Regions from separate parts of the Mus musculus genome. Here region 2 is linked to region 1. A link is a contact called in public HiChIP or PLAC-seq data. All regions are on one chromosome and are shown on one strand. The core of a region is the stretch at or near the end of the contact, and the rest is flanking DNA. Distances in the headings are between cores, read along the strand shown. Region 1 has its middle 11 kb from the start of Spi1. Region 2 overlaps Arhgap1 (Rho GTPase activating protein 1).

Region 1 (6,140 bases), core at 2,683-5,182:
ACAGAGGGTAAAGCAGGTATAGATCTGACAGCAACAGGCTTTCTGGAGAGGCCTAAGACTATCGATCTTGGCAAGGCTTAGAAACAGAGCCTGGTTAGGGTCTGAAACCTAGGTATCTCCAAGTGGCAAAAGCCATATCTGAGACATGGGTTCTCACTGACCCCTGACACCAAAGCCTGACTTAAGCATAGCCACAATAGGCCTGGCTCAGGCCAGCTTGGGTGCTGGACTTAGAACCTTGAAGACAAATGGCCCGAGGTCCGAGGGCCCAGAAAACTCTAGGTTCTTCTAGGTCACGATGGGCCACCACCCTAACCCCTGCACATGAAAGCCAGGGTCTGTGTCTGCCCCTCTGCGGGCCTGGTGGCAAGAGCGTTTCTCCCAGGCCCTGTGTGGTGCCTGTGGTAATGGGGCTGTTGGCGTTTTGCAATGGGCAGGGGGTGGGGAGGCAGAGCACACATGCTTCCTGTGGTGACTGGGCGCTTCCTGTTTTCTCAGGCACCGGCCTTGCTGCTGCCGATGTGGAAACAGGGGCAGCTGCAGCCAGGGCGGCTCCAGGCTGGGCACTCTGACCCTGCCCAGAAGGGAGTGAGGGGGCCCACCACCCTTAGACTTACGATCTAGACAGTGGGTGGGCAGGAGGACTCCTGCCCATATTGAGTCCTAGTCTTGGCTCACCCAAGGGAAAGGTCAGGCATGTATGATTCTGAACAAGCTGGGAGCCCAGGAGGTCAACACCTAGGGGTGACAGCTAGGGGTGACAGCTAGGGGTGACAGCTAGGGGTGACAGCTAGGGGTGACAGCTAGGGCACATGGTTCTGGGCTTGGTTGTCTCTCTAAAGGCCACTGTCAGCCTCTCCTAGTCCTTGGTTTCTGTTTTTGTGTAGTGTTATGGCAGCCATGATGTACAATCCCTAACTCACACTGGCCTTCACACAGAGTTGGGGACAGCACTGAAGTTGAGCCCCCCACGCCCCTAGAGGTGAGGCTGGGGACAGACCTTAGCAGAAGGGGAAACTGTAAGACTGGAGGAATGTAAGGCAGGTGGGACCTACCAGCACCAAGTAAGTCCTGGTGTTGGAGGAACAGAGGGACAGTAGTGGGTATGTAGTTGATGCAGAGGGACACTGCAGAAGGACACTTTTATCCCTGCAGATGGTGCAAAGGTGTTTGAGAGCCCCAACATCCTTCCTGATAAGACTAATGGTCAGATGCAGGGTTCCCCTTCTCCCAGGGACATGGAAACCCATATGATGTATGACCCAGTAGCCTTGGGAGAGACCCATTCCTGGTCCTAGCTGTCAACCTGCTTGCTGGGCTGAGATGGGGTGTTGCCATTAGGGGAAGGCCTTGAGGTTTGACATCGCCTCTTCCCGAAGCTGTTTGTTTTGCTTCTGGGCTGGTGTTTCGAGAACCGAAGGGAATGACTTTGCTTCGTGAAGCACTTACAGAGGGCATCTGGCCCCTGAAGGAGGCTGAGGCTCAAGCCCCTGGATACTGACCAATTTGTGGACTGAGTTAGCTAGCTGTCCTGTTGGTCTAGGATGTTTTGAGATGTGTACCCCACAGGAAGCCCCCCTCTAATCCTAAGATTTACTAACCACAGTGGAGGGGCCCAGTTGAAGCTTCAGAATCCTCTGAGCCTGAGACTCGGGCTCAGGGGCCTCTACAGTTCTGTGCCCTGGGGCTGCCTGAGTGCTGAGTTGGCTGAGTTGGCGACACAGCAGCTGCCCTGGCCATGGAGGCCCAGTTATAAATAAGCGCCATCTGGCCAGGTCATCAAGTTCCGCAGATCCTCCGGTCCAGCTGCATTACCTCAGTGCCCACAGGTCGGACTGCCCAATGCTGGGCTCATCAGAACCCACCCACTCAGACCAAAAGCTGAGTGTGATCCTCGAATCTCAGGCCTAAGCATCTGCAAGCCCCTCAGACCCAAACCTCACTGGACACAGGTCACAGAGGGACAGGGCACATTTCGCCTGCACACACGGAGTCAGAGCGGGCAGCTATTTACAAACCGAAACCGGGAGAAGTGAAGTGGCTGTGGCCAAAGTGGCTCCAGGTCCCCAGCCCCCACTCCCACTCCATCCCCACTGGCCCAGCCCCCTCTCCCCATGGCTTCCTCTTTCCTTCCCCGCATAGCTCCCCAACCTCCCACCGCCTGGTCAGCTCAAGAGTCCCTGCAAGCACCTCACGGTGACCTCTAACTCCCACAGAATGTTCCTGGGGGTCACCTTCTTTTCATCCCAGGACCCCAACAATCAGAGCTCCTGGAGCTGTTCCTTCCCACCAGCCTCAGCTCACCCTGGGCTGCAGGAACACATTCCCACAGTTCTCGGTTCCCTTTCACGCCTGGAAAAGCTTCAACCTCAATGGCCGCCACAGTGCTTCTGGTCTCCACCCAAGGGCGGCTTCTCTGCCCGCTCTTAACCTTCACAATGGACAAGTAAGGGCCAAGAGATCTAGCAGGCTTGGGTGGTACTGGAGTCCCCAGGGGCCCTGGCAAGAAGCCCTGGACATCTCTCTATTCAAATTGGATTTCATCCCCGTGTCAGATCAGGCTTGTGAGGGTCGCAGGCGTTTGCACAGTCCAGACTTGAGTTGAGATAGCTAGGATCAGCACTGCCTAGGAACTAGTAGTAGGTTGGTCCTTCAAAATAGACAAATGATTGACAACATAAACCCATTACTTGGAGGCCGAGAATGTAGCTCAGTATGTAGTGTGCTTATCTAGCACAAAGCCCTGAGTTTGGTTCCCAGCACTGTATGAACAGCTGCGGTGGCACACAGTGCGAGAGGATCAGAAGCCCAAGGTTGTCCTCCTATAAGTACCACATTCAAGGCTACCCTGGACTACATGAGACTTTGGTTAAAAAACAACGGGGAAAACCTCTACTGAGGATAGACAGCCTCCCCACATTGATACAGCAGCTTAAAGCTCACAGTCATCTATTTGTCTTGGAAACAAAACAATCTCCTCATCTGTCATAAAGTGGAAACAGAGGCCCTGGGAGGAAGCCATGCATCCAAGGGCACACTGCTCAAAAGCATCTCAATGACATGGCCTCTCCTTTGCCTACCCCGCTCCATTCCTCAGTCTCCCTCCTGGCAAGAGAGACGTTTCCCAGATATGACAAGGACAGAGAGAGAGATGTCCTGAGGAGAAAGCGGGCCTTAGAGATGAGCTTGTCACCTTCCCCGGCTGTATACTACTCATGCTGGTACCCCCCGGTCTTCTCTGCTCACCCCATCCTCCTTTCTTGCCATGTCCTGGCTGAGGGAAGGTGCTAGTCTTAACTTGCTTGGTCCAAAGATAGCTGACTGAGCCCTACCTGTCTTCTCTGATTCCTCACAAACATTTAGTTGGTATACCATGCCAGCCCTTTGTCGGGTTCCCAGTGTCTCTACAGCTGAGACTTATCTTTTGACCCCAGAAACCTATAATCCAATGGGCAGATGAACAACACAATCCCAAGAGCTTCAAGAGAGGGCTGTGGGGGAACAGCGGAGCAGTGAGGATTGCTTGGGCTGGGGAAAGGAGGTACTGGAGAGGGGCTGCTTGGGATGGCGTGTGCGTGACAGGAGAGAGTAAGGACGATGGGCTCTCCATGCTGAGCCACAGGCCTTGGCTTCAGTGGTTCCCATGGTCTGGGTGCCTTTCCTTGCTTTTGACTTTGCTGAATTCCTTACCAACCTACCGAGGCCCTCAGACACACCATAGGGTATGTGTCAGACACACCGGGCCCGGCCTGGCAGCTCCTCACCTGCCTCCTCTTTCCAGAGCCTGAACAGAACCAGCGGCCAGGTCTCCTGGTTCACAATACCCTTGCCAGCCCCACCCGGGCAGGCATCTGCTCCCAGGCTCCAGCCCCCTTTGTCCTCTGCTCTGAAAAGCACCGTTTCCCTTTTCTGGGTGACCACACACCATGCACAGGGAATTTCCATTGTAGCCTGCGGAGTGTCTGATTCACTCAGGCCCCTCACAAAGTTAACTCCTTGCAGGTCCAACACAGTAGGCTGTCTCCCACCCAATCTTGGGTAGCTGTGTACTGACCTTAGGCCCCATAGAAAGGAACTTGAGCTCAGAAACTCCACTTAGCTCCCCTCATTCATCCCAAAACCCTGACCATGCACCCTCAGGCAGTTTCCCAGACATCGAGGGATTGGAGGGGAGGCAAACATGCCCCTTTCTACCTGTGTGGCCTGAAATGAGCCCATGGCTTACCTATAAAGCAGAAGCAATTCCTGTCTGTAGTCTTACTGAAAAGGCAAGTGTGCTGGGCCCACAGTAAGAGCTCTTTATTAGTTTTCTATCTTTTTAAAGAGCCCACTACTCTGATCGGGGTCTCCGCTCAAGACCAGGTCCTCTGGGCTGGCTCTCTCTTTCTGAGAGCAGAGGGCTCAGAGACATTGCCTTTGAGTTGGTGGGGACCTGAAGAGAAAAGCATCTCACAGCCCTTCTTTTCCAATCCTCTGACTTCTTTTCTCGGAAGCTCTTAAGGGACTGAGGACTAAGCAAGATGCTGAGTTCTGGAGACGGGACTGTCTTCTTCCCCAGATTGAGATGCCAGGCATGTGTGTCTCACACAGACTCTGTGCCTACTACCTCAGTTAGCCTTGAGAAATCCCCACCTCCATTCCCAGAGGTATCTTCTATTATTGCTCCTATCTGGGGACAAAGAGCCTGAGGTCCCTAGAAGTGGGTTCCTGGCTCTCAGTTGTGAAGATAATTAGGTATAGGGAGTCACACTGCAGGTCACAGAAAGCACTGGCAGAAGCCAATGAAAGAGGCACATACTAAGTAGACTTTTAGTCTTGGAAACAAGGCTAGGAGGTGATTCTTGTTGATGTCTCTCTGTAGAGCTGAGCCTAAGTTCTGGAGAGGGGAAGGAACTCAGAAGGCTACATGGCCAATCCATGGGGGTTGGGGGAGAACCCGTGGAGCTAGAGATGGGATGGTAGAGGGGGCGCCTTAGAGGAGGTAGGCCTGAGTGGGGAAGCAGCTCTTGTCCTTGGTGAGCAAGCTGGAGGTGTGGTGCTGCCCGTGGCGAGCAGACGGAAGTTGCTGTGGGTGGCGGTGGGTTTGAGGTGCAGGAGACTGAGTGATGTGGCCAGGAGGTGAGAGCTCCGCATCTGCAGGCCTGGTCAGCAGGAGACGGGGTTCAGTAAGATTCAGAGGAGTGTGGGCTGAACTGGAGATTTGTATCTCTCAGTCACCGGCCCTGGAACACATGGGACCAGGAACCGGAATAGAACAGGAGGAGAAACTGAGGCAAGGCTTGGGAAAGACAGAGCAAACTGAAAAAAAAAAAAAAAGGGCACTTAGAGGAGTGTCCAGTAGGGTGTGGAAGACAGTGAGAGCCTGTGTGAGCAAAGCCTGTGGGAGATTGAGAAAGAGCAGAGCTTCTGGGAATGTTGAGTCTTCTGGTTGGCATGGGGGTAGGGCTAGCTGGACTCCCAGTGTAGGAGGCTCCAGCACAGGCCTCCAAGGTATGGGCTCCAGCTCTGGACAGGTAAGAGCTGAGGAAGACTTCCAGGTAGGGAGAGACACAAGAAGCCAAGAGGTGAGACAGCTGAAGAAGGCCAGGCCCTAGGGCACTCAGAGCTGCAGGCATCTCTGCCCTCTGCCCCTAACCCACAGCCACTGTGTGTGCCCATTGCATGACTCTCACCTCTCTGACCTCAGTCTCTCACCTGCAAAATAGCACTGATAAGTCCTGCCTGGTGGAACCACGAACAGGTCAGAGGAGCTGACATTGGCATACAGTAGAAACTTAATAAACGCCAGTTGCCCACAGTACTCAAAAAAGCACTTGCAGGAGGCTTTTTCTCCCGTCTTTTCTGATCTGGCTTGGCTGAGTAAGTCTACAAGATATAAAGCCACTTCAGAGGCTCAGTTGCCTGCTACCAGGGAGGTTGATAACGGAGGTGACTTCAGATCTTGATGGGTGAGACTGTACCCACCACTGTGCCCACAATCAGAGTCAAGGTCAAACTCCAGCCCCCAGCCCTGATTGATGCCCCCTCTGGGTCTGCTCTTAGGGTTCTTCTGCTGTTCCCACATCTGATGATGTCGACACTGGGTGGCCCCGATGCTTGGAGCCCTGTGCGTTCCTTCCCTCACCTGCGTCCAGGGCTTG
Region 2 (5,633 bases), core at 937-3,436, 580 kb after region 1:
ACCTGTGGGGTGTCTGCTTAGCATATATGTATGTTAGAATCTTTCCTAGCACAAGTCCAAAGGCTGCTTGTCTTAGTCACTTCTCTATTGCCGTCAACAGACACCATGACCAAGGCAGCTCTTATAAAAGAAAGCATTTAGTTAGGGGCTGGCTTACAGTTTCAGAGGGTTAGACTGTTGTCATCATGGTAAGGAGCATGGCAGGCAGGCATGATGCCACGCCGGAGAAGTAGCTGAGAGCTACATCCTGATCTGTAGGCAACAGGGAAACACACTCACATGTAGACATGCTCAGTGGTTAAGAGCACTGACTGATCTTCCACAGGATCCTGGTTCAATCCCCAGCAACCATGTGGCTGCTAACAAGAGTCTAATTCCAGTTTCAGGGGATCTGATGCGTTCTACAGGCGTCCACAAGTCCTGTATGCATATGGTACACAGACATTCCAGCCGGCAAAACATCCATACACATAAAATAAAAACCAACAAGGTCACACCTGATCCTTCTAATCTTCCTCAAACTCTACTCTCTGGTGACTAAGGATTCAAATACATGAACCTGTAGGGGCCATTATCCTTCAAACCACCAGTGTTTGAAGGAGAATGGTTGAAGCAGGGTAGAAACTGCTGTCAGTGTGCTCAGAGTGGCCATCATGTCCGTTTTCCTGGCCAGTTTAAAGTGCTCTCTAACATGTGACGTATGTGCACCACCTACAGTAGCTCCTTGACACCCTGAATGTTGTGCACGTGAGGATTGTAGTGATCTCGGGGACAGGCTTGAGGACCACAGAAGAAAGGCTCAGCTGGCCCGTGGTGAGGCAGAAGCTCATTCCTTGTGCTGTGTCTATAAGGCCTCGGGTGCTGTCTGTCTGTCCATCTGTCCGTCCCCCACCCCACCCTGTGACTTCTCTTTCCTTGGCTCCTTAGATAGAGCAGGCAGAGTCTGGTTGGAGGGCCATCATATGTCCAGCCAGGAATCCTCACCTTAGAGTTCAACCTAAGGACGCTGAGTTACAAACCCCCTCTAGCTTTTGTGCCATGCCTGGTGTACCAGGTAGCAGACTTGCGGCCAGGTATTAGGTCCAGTGAGGGAAGTCCTAGGCAGTTGGAAAGCACCTTGGTTTTAGGGGCAGTTGCTGAGGAAGTTGTGCCTATCTGGGGTTTTCCTTTAGTCTCAAGAATCCCTGGGCAATTTGCAGCTGCCTGTCTTCCTTCTATTCACAGACACAGACATACATCATACGCACACCACACATACAGACACACACACATCACAGACATACACCATACACATACTGTACACACACAGACACACACCACAGAGAGAGAGAAACACACTATACAGATACACATCATACACACTACACACATAGAGACATACACTAAACAGATACATACCATACACACACACCACACACAGACAAACACAAACACACACACCTCATAGACATACTCACATCACAAACACACACACACACCATGCATACAGACACATAGAGACACACACTATACAAATACACACCATACATACTACACACATAGAGACATACTCTACACAGATACACACCATACACACACACACCACACACAGACACACACACACCATACATACAGACACATAGAGACACACACCACATTTATACACACCATCTCAGACACATACACATACACCACAAAGACACACAGGCATATACCACACATATACAGACACACACACACACACACTTACACTCACACAAAGACACATACCGTATACATCACACACACAGACACACATCATACACACATAGATACACGTCTCATACACACACCATCCTATTCCCTACCTCCCTACTACTACTACTACTACACACACACACATACTGATACACACTTACCACACACATCACACACAGACATACATACCACATACACACCACACACACATAGACACATATCTCACACACACCATCCCATTCCCTACTTCCCCCCCACACACATACTGACACACACCACACTACACACATCATACATACACTACACACATCAAATACATACCATACACACACACACACACACACACACACACCACACACATCACATACCACACACACATCCAGACAGATAGACAGACACATCATCTCACTGCCTACCCCCCACACACCCTGCCTGCCTGGTCACCATCCCTGCTGAGAGCAGACTGTGCTTCCACTGGCTCTGTGTGCCCTGTTTTCAGTCCTGTTACATCAGACTTGGCTTTCCCCACTCCTCACCCAGATCTAGGAGGTTGAAATGGAAAATACCAGTTGAGCTAGAGCTCTGTATTTTAACTAGCTGTGTGCTTGGAGGTAGCTCTCTGAGTTCTGTTTACATGATGTCTTCCTCAGAGAGTTGTTGTGGGTAATAATGAAATCTAGCATGCATAGTTTTAGAGGATTGCAATTTTGGGAAGTTAAAAATATATAAGTAGTTATTCAGGAAAAAAAAAACTGTAAATTTATGAAGTCTCACAGACCTGTCATCCAGAAAAAAAACCACTGTATTCATTTTTATGTCTTATATAATTTTTTTCATCTTCCGTGTCTACAACATTCTCAGAGACATTCTTTAAAACATGTTATGCTGGGTGGTAGTGGCGCACGCCTTTAATCCCAGCACTTGGGAGGCAGAGGCAGGCGGATTTCTGAGTTCGAGGCCAGCCTGGTCTACAAAGTGAGTTCCAGGACAGCCAGGGCTATACAGAGAAACCCTGTCTCGAAAAACCAAACCCAACCAAACCAAAAACATGTTATTTAGCAGGGTAGTGGTGGTGCATGATTTGAATCTAATCTCAACACTTGGGAGGCAGAGGCAGGAGGATCTCTGTGAGTTCAGGGCCAGTATGGTCTACAGAGTGAGTTATAGAACAGACAAGGGTACACAAAGAAACAAACAAAAACAACAACACCCCCCACAAAAAACCATTATTTAGCTGGGCATAGTGGGTACACACCTTTAATCCCAGCACTTGGGAAACAGAAGCAATTGTACGTCTATGAGTTCTAGGCCAACGTAGTCTACATAAGAAGTTCCAGTGCGGGGCTGGTGAGATGGCTCAGTGGGTAAGAGCACCCGACTGCTCTTCCGAAGGTCAGGAGTTCAAATCCCAGCAACCACACATGGTGGCTCACAACCATCCATAACGAGATCTGATGCCCTCTTCTGGAGTGTCTGAAGACAGCTACAGTGTACTTACATATAATAAATAAATAAACCTTTAAAAAAAAAAAGAAAAGAAAAGATTTAAATGTCTTAGCTTAAAAAACAAATAAACAAAAAGGCATTAAAAAAAAAAAAAAGAAGTTCCAGTGCAGACTCTTAAGCAGTGAAACTCCGCCTTTCCTTTTACTACCAAAACCCCACACAAAACATGTTGTTTTTTCATCTTCTGCACTAATATGCACATAGAAAAGTAACAAATAGTGTACTACTTTTTTTTCATCTTCAAGGCAGCTCTCATTTTGTTTCACAAGCTGACCTTAAACACAAGGGCTCAAGTGCCCTCTTTCCTTCAGCCTCCTGAGCATCACTGCACCCGGTTGGTTCCTTGTGAATCTGTATCTGATGATGCCTGGCCTCAGTCCCAGCACTTGGGAAGCTTATGAAGGAGGATTTTGAGTTCCTGGCATGTCCTGAGCTACAGAGTGCGACCTTTTTTCAGAAAAACCTACATACAAAATAAAACAGCAACTCCATACCTATCAGTGTCACCCCATCCGCACCCCACTTCCAATTGGCTCTTCCAGTGTCTGCCTCAGGGCTGACCGCTGTTGTGATGCCTGACTTCACAGCTTAGCCCTGCCTGTAGAAGCATCCTGTGAGATAGTCTATTTATAGATGTCCCATGATTTATTGAGCCAGTCTCCTGATACTGGACAATTTGCTGGCTACTTAGTTGTTGTTTTTTCCGTAATAAAACTCTGGAATGAACAGTCTCCTACAAGAATGCTTCTACTCCTCTGTTTCCTCAGGAAAGAGTCCTCAACATGCTTTTCTGTGATCAGAGATGGGGTGCGCTGCCCAGCTTCTGATAGGCATCTCTTTATTGCACACAAAGGTTACTGCATGTATCCATGGATGAGGGTGTCGTCCACTTTACTGTCATCTTTGCTCCTTTCCTAAATGCAAATGCCATCGTTTTATGTGACAGCCCTTTGCCCTTTGTAAACTTCCGGTGTGGAAGTGTGAATAAGGGCTCAAGTATTCTTGGTCTAATACTGGTCAGAATCTGGTCATCTAGCATTAGTACACATATGCCCTGCCTACCTGTGCTGGTCCAGCTCTGCACCCGGGGACTAGTCATTAGGCCTCTGACTCTAGGGCAGGTCGGTAGTCAAGCCACTGGGCACTCTCTCAGACTTCCCTCCTTTTGGATGTTTTTAGCATTGTGCCTGTCCAACATAGACTGGCTTCCCTACTAGAGCCAAGGAGCTGATTGATTATCTGTCTTCTAAGAGGTCTTACCCTAGGCTCTTCCCCCTCCCTATTGTTCATTACTTCCAAACTTTCCAGTGTGCTCAATGTGAGTATGTGTGTGTGTGTGTGTGTGTGTGTGTGTGTGTGTGTGTGTGTATGTTGGGGGTACATACCCTACTGTGAGCATAGGGAACATGAGGCGTATGGCTTTGTGGTCCATTAAGAGCCTAGGGATGGGAATAGTTGAGCTTCTGGTCTTCCTGATGTCCTTTCATAAACACAGTATTTTATAAACTGTACCACAGATCATATAAAATAGGCAGAACTGTTCCAAGGTCTAGAGTGCAGTCTTGGAGTTGGTCACTTCACTACTAGGTCCTACCACAGCTGAAACCTTGGCTAAGCACTTGACCTCTGCAGATTGCCCTCATTAGTAAGATGTGTTAACTTTAGCCTCAGTTGTTCCGAGGGAAGAATGAGGTATTAGAGGTACTTGGCAAACACTGAAAGCTTTTTTCCAATATCAGTGACTGTGCTTGTTACTGCCTCATGGAGATTCCAATGTCAAACCCTGTCAACTGTGCTTACACAGCCCGGTCTGCAGCTCAGGGCCCCTGACTGCTGCTGCTGCTGCTCACAATGAGGGCTTTTGCATACTCACTTCTGCCTTAGGCCCACCCTCTACCTCCTTCCTGGAAAGCGGCTGTGGATTACATAGCCAAATGATAGCAGGGAGGGTTTGAGGAGAAGGAAGCCTTGATGCAAGCACTGGTTTCTATGGTAACAGGCCACACCTGTTGTGCAGAGGGCAGGTCTGAGCAGGTCTTTTGTGTGTATGATGTTAGGTATTAAGCTTGTAGCTCACACATGCTAGGTTGTGTATGATGTTAGGTATTAAACTTGTAGCTCACACACTGCTCTACCATAGAGCCACAACCCCAGTCCTGGACATTTCTCTTGAAGGTATTTGAAACACACATTGGACCAGTATGTGGAGAGTGACTACACACTCCTGTACCTGCACCATGGCCTGACCAGTGACAACAAGCCCTCCCTCAGCTGGCTACGGGATGCCTACCGAGAGTTTGACCGCAAGTGGGTTGGGACATAGGGATGGGCTGAGCCTAGGGTGGCTAACTCTGAGCTCTGGGTGGTTCTCTTAGTCAGGAACTTACTCCTTATCAATGGAGGCAGGACCC

What was found. HiChIP or PLAC-seq counts read pairs in DNA pulled down with a chosen protein or histone mark.
Region 2: an H3K27ac HiChIP or PLAC-seq map of bone marrow-derived dendritic cells shows a contact between it and region 1, with 2.9 times the contacts expected there. The contact joins two enhancer-like sites. A contact is called at or near these places in 4 of 39 promoter capture datasets (cranial neural crest, embryonic stem cells and liver) and 3 of 115 datasets of contacts at active chromatin or transcription factors (bone marrow-derived dendritic cells, bone marrow-derived macrophages and memory CD8 T cells).

The regions. Positions count from the first base shown.
Region 1 is chr2:91,082,614-91,088,753 of GRCm38.p6, forward strand. It overlaps a transcript of Spi1 not described here. Among named protein-coding and RNA genes, the nearest start is that of Spi1, 11 kb to the right of the region's middle. Within about 2 kb of position 3,933, at least 60 of the 459 cell types and tissues checked have an H3K27ac peak or open chromatin away from gene starts, as enhancers often do. A contact at or near this core is called in bone marrow-derived dendritic cells, where this site is marked.
Region 2 is chr2:91,662,800-91,668,432 of GRCm38.p6, forward strand. Arhgap1 (Rho GTPase activating protein 1) reads left to right here. Exons shown (of 14, transcript NM_001359970.1): 6 at 5,398-5,529. Among named protein-coding and RNA genes, the nearest start is that of Arhgap1, 15 kb to the left of the region's middle. Within about 2 kb of position 2,187, at least 17 of the 459 cell types and tissues checked have an H3K27ac peak or open chromatin away from gene starts, as enhancers often do. A contact at or near this core is called in bone marrow-derived dendritic cells, where this site is marked.